2 separate regions of the Cricetulus griseus genome follow, and region 1 is linked to region 2. A link is a contact called in public Hi-C data. All regions are on one chromosome and are shown on one strand. Each heading gives the region's core, a stretch centred on a gene start, on an enhancer-like site or on the middle of the called end of the contact. The rest is flanking DNA. Distances are from core to core; before and after follow the strand shown. Region 1 holds the start of Th (tyrosine 3-monooxygenase). Region 2 holds the start of Trpm5 (transient receptor potential cation channel subfamily M member 5).

What was found. Hi-C and Micro-C count contacts between places; a contact is called where the count stands out from the background.
Region 1: a Hi-C map of liver shows a contact between it and region 2, with 2.7 times the contacts expected there. The contact joins the promoter of Th here to the promoter of Trpm5 in region 2. A contact is called at or near these places in 2 of 8 Hi-C or Micro-C datasets (fibroblasts and liver).

What each region holds. Positions count from the first base shown.
Region 1 is chr3:58,508,460-58,514,039 of CriGri-PICRH-1.0, reverse strand. Th (tyrosine 3-monooxygenase) reads right to left here and starts at 3,380. Exons shown (of 4, transcript XM_027409172.2): 1 at 3,014-3,380; 2 at 1,070-1,297. The coding sequence starts at 3,313.
Region 2 is chr3:58,294,619-58,299,794 of CriGri-PICRH-1.0, reverse strand. It overlaps Trpm5 (transient receptor potential cation channel subfamily M member 5), which reads right to left and starts at 2,901. Exons shown (of 24, transcript XM_027409171.2): 1 at 2,785-2,901; 2 at 2,156-2,336; 3 at 1-111. The coding sequence starts at 2,901.

The DNA of each region.
Region 1 (5,580 bases), core at 2,131-4,630, 210 kb before region 2:
CAGTGTAACCAGAGGAAGGGTCCCCCTGTGGACACCCCCTGCAGAGGCCATCAAGATCATCCATCAGCTGTTCAGAGCCTTTGGAGTACAGAGTGGACTGGCTGGGGTATGCTGACCCCAACCAGCGGCTTAGCCTCTGTCTCAGTCTCCTTAGCTGTGACTAAGAATAATGCCAGTGCCCAACACACGGCACCATAGAAGAGACACGAGTGGGCATTCAAAGCTACACCTTCCTCCTCTCCTCCCCTCCCTAGCAGATCCTTACGAAATGAAGGCAAGGAGAGAATCAGCTTCCGGAGAGAAGTACATGGGTCAGAGAAGCCCTGGTGGATGAAATGGAGAGAGGCAGAAGCTGGGCTCTCCCTGCTCCAGAGACCAGGGTCAGTCCCTAGATGAAGGATCCTGGTCAGTTCATACCACATGAATTTTGGAATGTGTCTCCCATAGATTGGGTTTTGTCTCATGCATCCATCCAGGAATCATCGCAGCTGTGCCTTTGGCTCCCCTTTATGGATACTCCTGTCTGTCTGTCTGTCTGTCTGTCTGGAGGTCATACCAGATAGCCTTTCTCCTGCTGATGGAAGGTCCCACCCCCTAATGGTCTTATTTGGCTTATTGGCCACACCCAAGGGACTGGACCCTACTCCACCATATCAAAGACACAAGGCTTAGGCCCAGACAGAGCAACTAGGATACTCAGGACTGGTAGACAGGGGTTGACTTCTCCTCCACCTTCTGTTGTCCAGCAACAAAACACTTGGCCATGCAGTCAACTTTGGGACCTTATAGGGGATTTGGATTTAATGTCATTTGAGAGTTTTTCTGGGGGGCAGGTCATTAGCCAAAGCAGTAATGCAATCAGATGCTTCATGGGCCCTTGGGTAGGTAGGGAAGAGGCTCCATGTATGGCAGTGGTGTTTAGCAGCTGAGGAAGGGTAGCCCCTGAGACCTAGCCTCTGTAGGCCTGAACAGCCATATTCCTGCCCTGGAGGGGGAAACAGCCATTCTTAGATGTCTTATGCATGCTTGCCACAGCACACCAAGCCAGCAGCCAGCCCATAGGCCTCACCTCAAATACTTTCACAGCCCGGGACAGTGAGGAGGGTTTTGTACCCTTCAGGGAGAAGAGCAGGTTGAGAACAGCCTTTCCATCCTGCTCCTCAAATACCACAGCCTCCAGGGGGTTCCCAGGTTCCGAGGAGGCTACTGCAGCCGCCGCAGCTGCAGCTGCTGCCGCCTCTCTCTCCTTTCGAGCATCTTCGATGAGACTCTGCCGTCGCCCGATGAACCTTGGGGACTGGGGGGGGGGTCAGAGATATGCCTGTGTCTCCATGATGGTGTCTCCACCAATCCTGCCTCCAGGGCTGGGGCCCTGGTCAAACCACTGGATGACATGCAGGGATGGAAGACAGAGCACTTCTGACTGGGCATAGCGGGCAGTAAGGCCTGGGCACACATTGGAGGACAAAGGCTCCTTGGCCACCATCTTCCAAAGTAGAGGTGCTCTGTCACCTGCCTCCTGGGCATAGACCTAACTGAATTAGTGAGAGAGGACTGTGACTCAGGCTGTTTTTCCTGATTTCTATGGCAGCACCCAGAGCCCAGAATTGACAGAGCACAAAGCCGCAGGCATCACTGGGCAGTAGGTAGCTTGGGTGATCCATTCAGGTAGAGCGTACTGTACGCACTCAGCTAAAACAGGCATCCTTCCCCTCCCGATTCTCTGGTAGAGGCATGGGGCTGGTTCTTAGGCAGGCTCCCTCCCTGTCCGTGCTGCCCTCTTACCTGGGAATGGCCCCATGAAAATGTCTCCAGCCACCCTATCCCTTTTCTACTGTCCTCTGCCACCCCCTCCTCCTGGCTACCTTGTCGAGATCTAAGTATGGGTTACCTCAGTATGGCTTCTGCTGGCTATGTGTCTGTGATAGCTGTGAACCAGTGTGCCCAATTTTCCAACACCCAGAACTCCAACACCCAATACCTAGACCTGACTGAGGAGCCAAGCTCCCCAAAAGGTTCTGGGTTCTTCAGTCGAAATGACAAGCCACCCTGGGCTTTAAGGATGTCACAGTCACAGGGAGAAGCATCCCCTCTGGAGCCCCCTCCTGACTTCTTGCTGGACACCTACAGCCAGAGCCACAGGTTCCCTGGGAAGAGCATGCCACTGGGCGGTTCCCAAGGAGGCTGAGGGGAGGGCCATGCAGCTGAGAAGTGTGAAGGGGCACTTTGACCCCACAGTTGTCTCTTGAGAAGTGCCTGCAAATTAAATTTCTAAAGGTCACACTGGTCTCATTAAGGGCTCTGTCAAGCTAGGGCGATGGTTAGATGGAGTTCTAAGGAAAATCTGAAAGCCCTCCTCATGCACTGAGGAGCCCCCTTGTCCAGGCTGGCAGAAGGGACTCATTGGTGTCTTCCCCATTGATCCCTGGGGTCCTAACACAGGCAACACAGGTACAGGGCAGTGGAAGGTGGGAAGGGTGAAAGGAAGACAGGAATTGCCCCAGAGCCAGGGACCTCTTCTAACACGGTGGAACCTGGGCCCATGTCCTGTTTATGGACAGGCAGCAGGCAGAACAACCATTTACTGACCAGGTTGAAGGAACCCCATACCCTGTGGCAGGCAAGCCTGGGGAACCCAAAGAAAGCAGACACAGTTGTGGGGGACTCCTGGAGGGGGACCTGAATCATAGGGCTCTCTCCCAAGACCACCCGAGGGAAATTATCCCCCTACTTCATGAAATAGGACCCATAGAAGCCCCAGAAAGGATGGCACAGGGCAACAGGCACTGGCTTTCCCCTGTGGAGTCCATCAGGTCACAGCAGAGGCACTTCCCCAAGAGTAGGAATATCTACCAGGGTTAGGACCCAAACTAACCCTGGGACAAGATAGGACAGAGACCCACTCCAACCCTAGGTTCCAGACACCGGGTGAACTCCAAGCCTGGGGTATCCACCCACCCACAGGTGCAGAAGCTGCTCCAGATACCACTGGGTGACAGCATGCCCTTCTCACCGTGATGGCCTCGACCTGCTTGGCATCCTGCTCAGAGACGGCCCTTCTGAAGCCCTTGGGCTGCGGCGAGGAGGCGCTGGGGGTGGGCATAGTGCAGCCTGGTGGTCCCGGGTTCTGTCTCCACAGCCCTTGCTGGTCGGGCGGCCTCTTAAAGGCCAGGCTGACGTCAAAGCCCCTCTGGGTCCCCCACCTCCTACCTCCTGCGCATCCTCTCCACGCCTGCTGCGCCTGAGGGAGGCGGGGGTGGGCACAGAGCGAGGGCGACGAGAAAGGCCTCCGTCCCATTAGATCTAATTGCATCCACTGTCACAGGCACTTGCCTCTGAATCACCCTCAGCCCGAGGCACGGCATGAGGACAGGGGCCGCCTGGTGTTCTGCAGGGCAGGAGACAGATAAGGTCCTCTGCCCAAACCAGGGCACCAAGTAGGGTCATGCTGGATTCCCAAGGGCTCATATTAGGAAAACTATAACCCCTGGGGGCAAGTGGGTGCAGAAGCCCCTTGGTGGCTTTTTGTCTGTCTTCAAGGCACAGGTTGTGTTCCCCCAGCCCCATGCAATAAAGTATGCCATCTACTCACTGTCCTGGTCTTGTATGTGCTGGCACTGGGGCTGAATCCTCAGGCAGGTCCTGTGAGAGACGGAGTATTCCAGAAGGCTATTCTCTACAGTGTTTCCAAGACTGGCCCACTTTTTGCAGGTTTCCTACCTCCCTGATTATCATATCCTTGAAGACATTGCCCAGGAGATGGTGCCAACCCTAGCCCCTGGCATATTCCTAGGGCCGGCTGACCTCACCTCCTGTGGAGCAGACCTCTCCTTGTAGTTATGAGTGTTCTAGGCTCTCCCGACTCACTCCCCGGCACATGGTCTCAGGTTAGCTGCAGCCCCATTCTCAGCTGGCCCCCATGTAAAGGCACACTCAGCAATCATCTCTCCCGTGGCACCCCAAGGTCTCACATCAAGTGAGCTTTTGTTTTCTGGTTACCACCCACCCCCACTTACACAAAGACCCACCATACCTTCCTCAGCCAAGGAAACTGTCTCCAAGGAGATGGCAGGGGTGACCTTTCTCAATGCAGATGAGTTACACTGGGCCCATCGCATCTCCGTGGGGTCATTTTCTTCTAACCCTTCTGGGAAAGGTGCCCTCTTACTAAGGGAACTGAGGAAGAGTACCTCCCTTGTCCCTCTGGATGTTATAGAGTCAGCAGAAGTGCACAAAGGACAGAGCTCACCCTGAAAATGGCCACCCTGGAGCTCTGAGGACCAGCACATTGGAAATGGCAAGATCCCTGGACTCTCCAACCCCAGTAAACTCGCTCTCTAGTTGATCACGGTACAGTCTCACTCCACCTGCTAGACATCGCTGGGCTCTCAGGGACCACCTGCTGTATTCACCATGACCAGACCTCTCTCTTTCACAGCAGGAACTGGGAGTTCCCCCAATCTGCCTTGCACTGCAAACCTCAGTGGCTCCCATTACCTTCTGGAAGCAAGATAAATGAAGACTCAGTACAAAAGGAAATCTCCCTAACCTCCCCTGCCAACCCTCTACCCACCACTCCATACACACACAATTCCTGTTCCAGGGGAATCTGGGACTCTGTGATATCCAGATTAATAAACCATCTCTCACCTACCTTCTCTGAGCAAGTTCCTATGAATCCCATAAACCCCAGCTCAGCTACTGTTGACTCTGCAGTGCCTGCTCTCTCTTATTATATGAACCCCCCCCCGCCGCCTATGCCCCATGCCCCTCTCTGAACTCTCCCTGTGTCAGTAACCCTGATGGCTTGGGCCACTCCTGTCTCTGTGTGCCCATTATAGCCCTGGCCTGTCTGGCATCCCAGGACGCCCCCCCCCTGCCTGTGTGCTCTCAACAGCTCAGAATGGGGTCTCATGGAGACACTCCCACCCTGAAGGCAGAGCTGGCTGAACGTTAACCTCCCATCCTGAGATTCTCCATGCCCAGCCTCCTCTCAGGTCTGCATGCCCCTCAAGGATCCTTCTTTGGAGGGTACTGGGGATTCCTGGGTGAGACAAGCCCAGGCTGGTCCACCCCACCCAGCTTGGTGTTTACTCAGGTGGCACAGGGTAGGAGGGGGCTGTATCCAACACTGCATAGGGGGCTGCTGTACAGCTCCACGAATGTGGATTTAACCTTTCAGCAAATGTCTTACACTGACACAAATATTGCTTTTTAATTAATTTTCTTGCCTTGGCTGGAGGTGCTTGCATAGAAGCTAGGTGAGAGTGGGGAAGTATGTGCTCTCCAGACCCTTGTCTGTGTCTGCGTTCACCCAAGTAGCACCTGGCCTAGGCTTGAGAACATGATGTCTTCGGACTCTCTTGGGAGGTAATTGCTGCCCAGACTCTTGCCTCTGTTCATGGCCAGCCAGGTAGCACACCCAGGCTGCTATATACTATCTGTGGGATATCTACACACACACACACACACACACACACACACACACACACACACACACACACACACACACACACACACAGAGAGAGAGAGAGAGAGAGAGAGAGAGAGAGAGAGAGAAAGAGAGAGATACACAGAGAC
Region 2 (5,176 bases), core at 1,652-4,151:
TGGCTACTACACGGACCTTGGTGGATGTGCTTGCCAGAGAGTGATCACGCACAGCCTGCCCAACATGGCGGGCCAGGCCTACACGCAGGGCGCTGGTCAGGATCCAGGCACCTATGGCAGTTGGGAGAGAAACATCCCAGAGTCCTTATAGCTGGTTGGCCCAACTCTACCCTCTAGCTATATTCACACTCAGTGACCCAGGAATCAGGCGATTAGAAATGCTTTTTTTTTTTCCCTTGACCCCCAAGCCAGGATCTCTATAGTGAAGTCTAGCCTGTAACTCGAAGTAATTTCCCTGCCTCAGCATTCCATGCACTAGAAACATAGTATGTACCATGATGCCTAGCTACAGGGAACGCTTTGAAGCTGATGGGCATACTAAGGCTCAGGGAGAATGTGTATGTGGTAGACAGTGACCTTTTCCAAGATTTGTCATAGATGTTGCCCTGCAGCCTGTTCTGGGCAAGGATCTGGATGACAAAGTTCCCACTTGCATCTGACTGCAAATTGTTCCCTTATTTTAATCTCTTTTGCAATGAGAGACTCAGACCCTCCAACCCTCCTGCTGGGTGTATGTTTGTGTGTGCAGGACACCTATGTGGGTGCAGGTGCATGTGTTGGCCAGAGGTGCCATCCATCTTGTCTGTGTAAGACAGTCTCTGATGGCCAGGCACTGGTGGCGCATGCCTTTAATCCCAGCACTCAGGAGGCAGTGGCAGGGGGATCTTGGAAGACAGCCTGGTCTACAGATCCAGTTCCAGGACAGGCTCCAAACCTACACAGAGAAACCCTGTCTCCAAAAATAAAAACAAAACAAAACAAAAAAAGATAGTCTCTGATGAACCTGGAGCTCGCTGATTTGCTATGTCTGGCAGGCCAGCAAGCTACAGGTCCTTTCTTCTCTGTTTCCCTTTACAACGGGATCACACAGACGCCATGCCCAACTTTCTGTATAGGGGCCGGAGACTGAACTCAGGTCTTTACTGAAATATTTCCCTGTGTTGGTTAGATTATTTATTTATTTATTTATTTATTTAGCTTTTTTGAGACTGGGTTCCTTTGTGTAACAGCCCTGGCTGTTCTAGAACTCACTCTGTAGATCACGCTGGCCTCGAACTTAAAGAGATCCACCTGTCTCTGCTTCCTGAGTGCTGGGATTAAAGGTGAGCACCACCAGTGTCCAGCAGTAAATTTATTTTTAATGATGTGAGTGTATTCAGTATATGTGTATGAGTGAAGTTGCCTGAGGGGACCAGAGGCATTGAATCTCCCTAGAATTACAAGCAGTTTCAAGCTGCCTGACATGGGTGCTGGGAACAGGGTTCCAATCTCCTGCAGTAGCAGTGTATGCTCTTAACTGCTAAGCATCTCTCTGGCCCCTGTGCTGCTCAGTTTTTAACCATCAACTTGACACAATCCAGAATCACCTGGGTAGAGAATCTTAATCTAGATCAGCTTGGTCAGTGGGTATGTCTGTGGTGGATTTTTAAGTCATGTAGGAAGACCCCACACAATGAGGGCGGCACTGTTCCCTAGGTGCTGAATTAATTGCATAAAAAGGAGGAAGCTTGAAAGCTTGATGAGAACAAGTAAGTAAAGATGTGTTTATTCTCTCTGCTCTTGGCTGTGGATGGGATGTGACTAGCTGCCTTGAATTTCTGCCTTCATATCTCTGAAATGATGGGCTGTGACATGGAATTGTAAGCCAAGTAAATCCTTTCTTCCCTGAGTTTCTTACGGTTAAGGTATTTATTACAGCAGAAATGAAAGTAGAATATCCCCTGGACCTATACATTTTTAAAATAAAGCCCAGGGGTTTGTTTCTGACATCTACAAGTAACCACATTGCTCCCCAAGGGTGATGTGTGGGGACACACCCTAGATGCTCCTTGGAACACTGATACTGGTGGGATGCCATGGCTTATGAATGAAGTGGGTAGCTCTCAGAGAAGACCAGCTTCTGGCCACCACAGATCAGCTGGTGATGGCCTTTAAGTTCACCTGCACCACATCCCTATGACCTGCTCCCATGGCCTCCCTAGGCACCACCATAGGTGGCTGAGTAGGGGAAATGTCACCGAGGAATGCCCTCCCCCTACCCCCAGAGGTAAGCAGGGCAGCAGGCCAGACAGGCTCAGGCCAGGGAGAGCCTTACCTGTGCTCTGAGCTGCTTTCACCAGCCCCTTGCGCAGGATGTCCCGAAGCCAGGACTTCATAGCAAAAGGCCGCTCCTCACCCACCAGGGACACCACCAGGTTGGGGGCTGGCAGGTGCCACTCGGTGAGCAGGAGTTCAAAGAGTATAGAGGGGGTCACACTGCTTGGCACCTTCACAAACTGCAGGGTAGGGGAAGGTGTGTTCAGGGTTGGGGCACAGGTAGGCAGCACTGGGTCGGGGGATTCTGCACTTATGGTCAATGTTAGGTTGGAGACAGTTCTCAAGGGATTCTGGGCATGGGGGAGGAGGCTAGGCTTATCGGAAAGGGCAGGGTACAGGAGGCGGGCCTTAACCCCACTTTGGGTAAGGCCTCTGTGTGGTATGGGCCATTGCAATATATCTTCCCTTTGTGAGTGGGGAGTGAGGCAGGAGTCCTGGACCTCAAGGCTCCCATTATCACAAGGGCAGGAAACAGCTCTCAACTTTTGCCCATCTGGTCAGGGTCTCTGCACTCAGATCATAAGGAATGGCCCAGGGTGAGCAGGTCCAGTACTGGGCTTTGAGGGGGGAAGTAAGACTTGGGGATTCCAAGCATGGTGGATGTCACCCAGGTGCATGGTGCCCTACCTTGCCTCGCTTCTTCCCAGACCCTCCAAAGTCGACCTCTCCCCGGCATAGGACTGGCTCCCATCCATCACCAGTATCTGGGGGGCTTCCAGGGCAGGAACTCTGGGCAGTCTGCATGTTGGCTTCTCTGTTAGACATATGATGGTACCCTGAGAGTGGAGTAGTCACCCTCTTCCTCTCTTCACAAGGAAGATGCATCCCAGCTGACATGAGGTGTCTACCTGCTGGTCCCACCTGCCATGGCTCTACCTCCTTTCTCACTAGCTGTAATTAGTCAGGCTCATTCCCCCCTGGGAATGGGGGCACAGCAAACCCACCTGCCTACCTCTGTTCCCCACACTTACAGAATTCTGGGCATCTGGACTCTGACACGCCTGTCACAGTTCTCCAGAGGCTTTTTCAGGGGGTGTCATGGAAACCCCCAAAGACTAAGTAAGGAATTCAGTTTCCCAACCCAAGGGAGCCACACCCTAGACTTCCCCAGACAAGGTCTGAGGACATCTTGGTTTGCACCTGGGCAGAAGGCAGGATAGGTAAGAAGGCAGGTGACTCAGCTCAGATGCAAAGGAGTTGGGAGGACAGAGTGGAGAAAAGGAGGGACCTAGGTGGACCTGGAAGTCCAGACAGGGGAGGCCAGGGAAGGGAGGCAGAGATGAAGGCTAGGAATGGGAAGGAGGGACAGAAGGTACAAAGGGAAGCCAGGATGGAAAGTTGGTGCAGGGTAGCAGGTGAAGAGGGCAGTGAGTAGAACGGGGGGAACAGGGAACCTTGTCCTGGCTCCTCTGGCAGCAGAGGCAGTTATGACACCACCAGACTCTTTCCCTTTAAGTTCCCACCTTGGCAAACAGATGAAGAGGCTGCCTATGGCATCTTTCACCTTCCCTGGGCTCAGGTCCTCTCCCACCCACCAGGCCAGGCCAATCCCCTCAGCTCCACCCTTCTTTGCAGTGACTTGAATGGCTTAGCCTATGTGATACGCAGCTGTGTCTCCTACAGGTTTCCCGTGTTTCTCTGGCGATTGCCCCAAATCTCTAGGGCATAGCATAGCCCTGCCCTCAACATGCATTTGCTCCTACGGCTGCCCTCCTGAATGCAGGTGTCCAGCCAAGGAGGAAGAACACACTGGAAGGACTTCCTTGGCTCCACTGTAGGTGAAGGGCTCCTGTCTGACTCGGGACAGCTCTCTACACACAGCTCTCTACTTCTCCATGACCCCCCAGGTCTGCATGGCTGTCCCTTGTGCCCAGCTTTGGGGTGCCTTCATGATAGCACTTCAGACCCTGTACTTTCCTGCAGGGAGACACCTGTGTATATACAGGGCTGAGAAGGAGGGTGGCACAAGGTTTGAGGGAGATTTATTCCCTGTCTCCTGTGGCTAACCTGGACAGGGGCTGAGGTCAAAGTCCTCCCCACATGCCTCTGGAACCAGCATGGTTATGGTGCTACCCCAAAAGAAAGTGCCCCTCAAAAGATACATCTGACCCCTAACCCCTGGTACCGTACACATGATGTTCTATAGAAGTTCGGTCTTTGCAGACGTGGACTGAAGTTTACCTGTGACAAAGACTCTGTAGATGACTGACTCATTAGAAAGTCCTGGTTGTGGAAATTGAAGTGTTACAGATCCAGACACAAATTAGCTCAGGCTATCTCTAGCAGCCCTAATAGCCATTTGTTGCCCACCTCTATTGTCTGACCTAACATCCATCTATCAGCCAAAGACTGTATTCTCAGCAGACCCTAAGCTTCCACCAACCCGGAAGGCAAAAATGTCATCAAATAGCATCTGAAACCAAATCAGAAATTCCCCACCAGGCTATAACCTACCTACCTGGTCTTCCCACAAATGTATTTGATAAATGCCTTGACTTATTGTTGTCACTTGTTCTGTGTAACTATGTGGAACATGTTCTTTGGAGCCTCATTAGCTAGAGCTGCTCATATTCTGCTCGGTATAACTAAACTAACTCTTATTTGCTTTTGATGCAAAAGCACTGTTTCGTGTTGCTGTAGGTGTAATTGGGATACGCTAAGCTGTTGCTTGGAGTAGGATGAGCTCTTCGCCCAAGGTGGGTGTGGGAAAGAATTGGAGGTAGGACCCTCAGAGGCAGCAGATGTAGGAAGGCTCCTCCTTGTAGCCTGTCTGGCTTGGGCAGACATGAACTTCTTGAATCTGCTCTATGTGCTATGGCAGGGTTTTTTGTGGCTTCCCTCACCTGGTCTGCTGTTTAGTTTTTTTTTCTGTCAACTTGACACAAGCTGCGGTTATCTGGGAGAAGGGAATCTTAATTGAGAAGATGTCTACATCACATGTCCTGTAGGCAAGTCTGTGGGACATTTTCTTGATTACTGATGGATGTAGGAGGGTCTAGCCCATTGCAGGCAGTAGCAC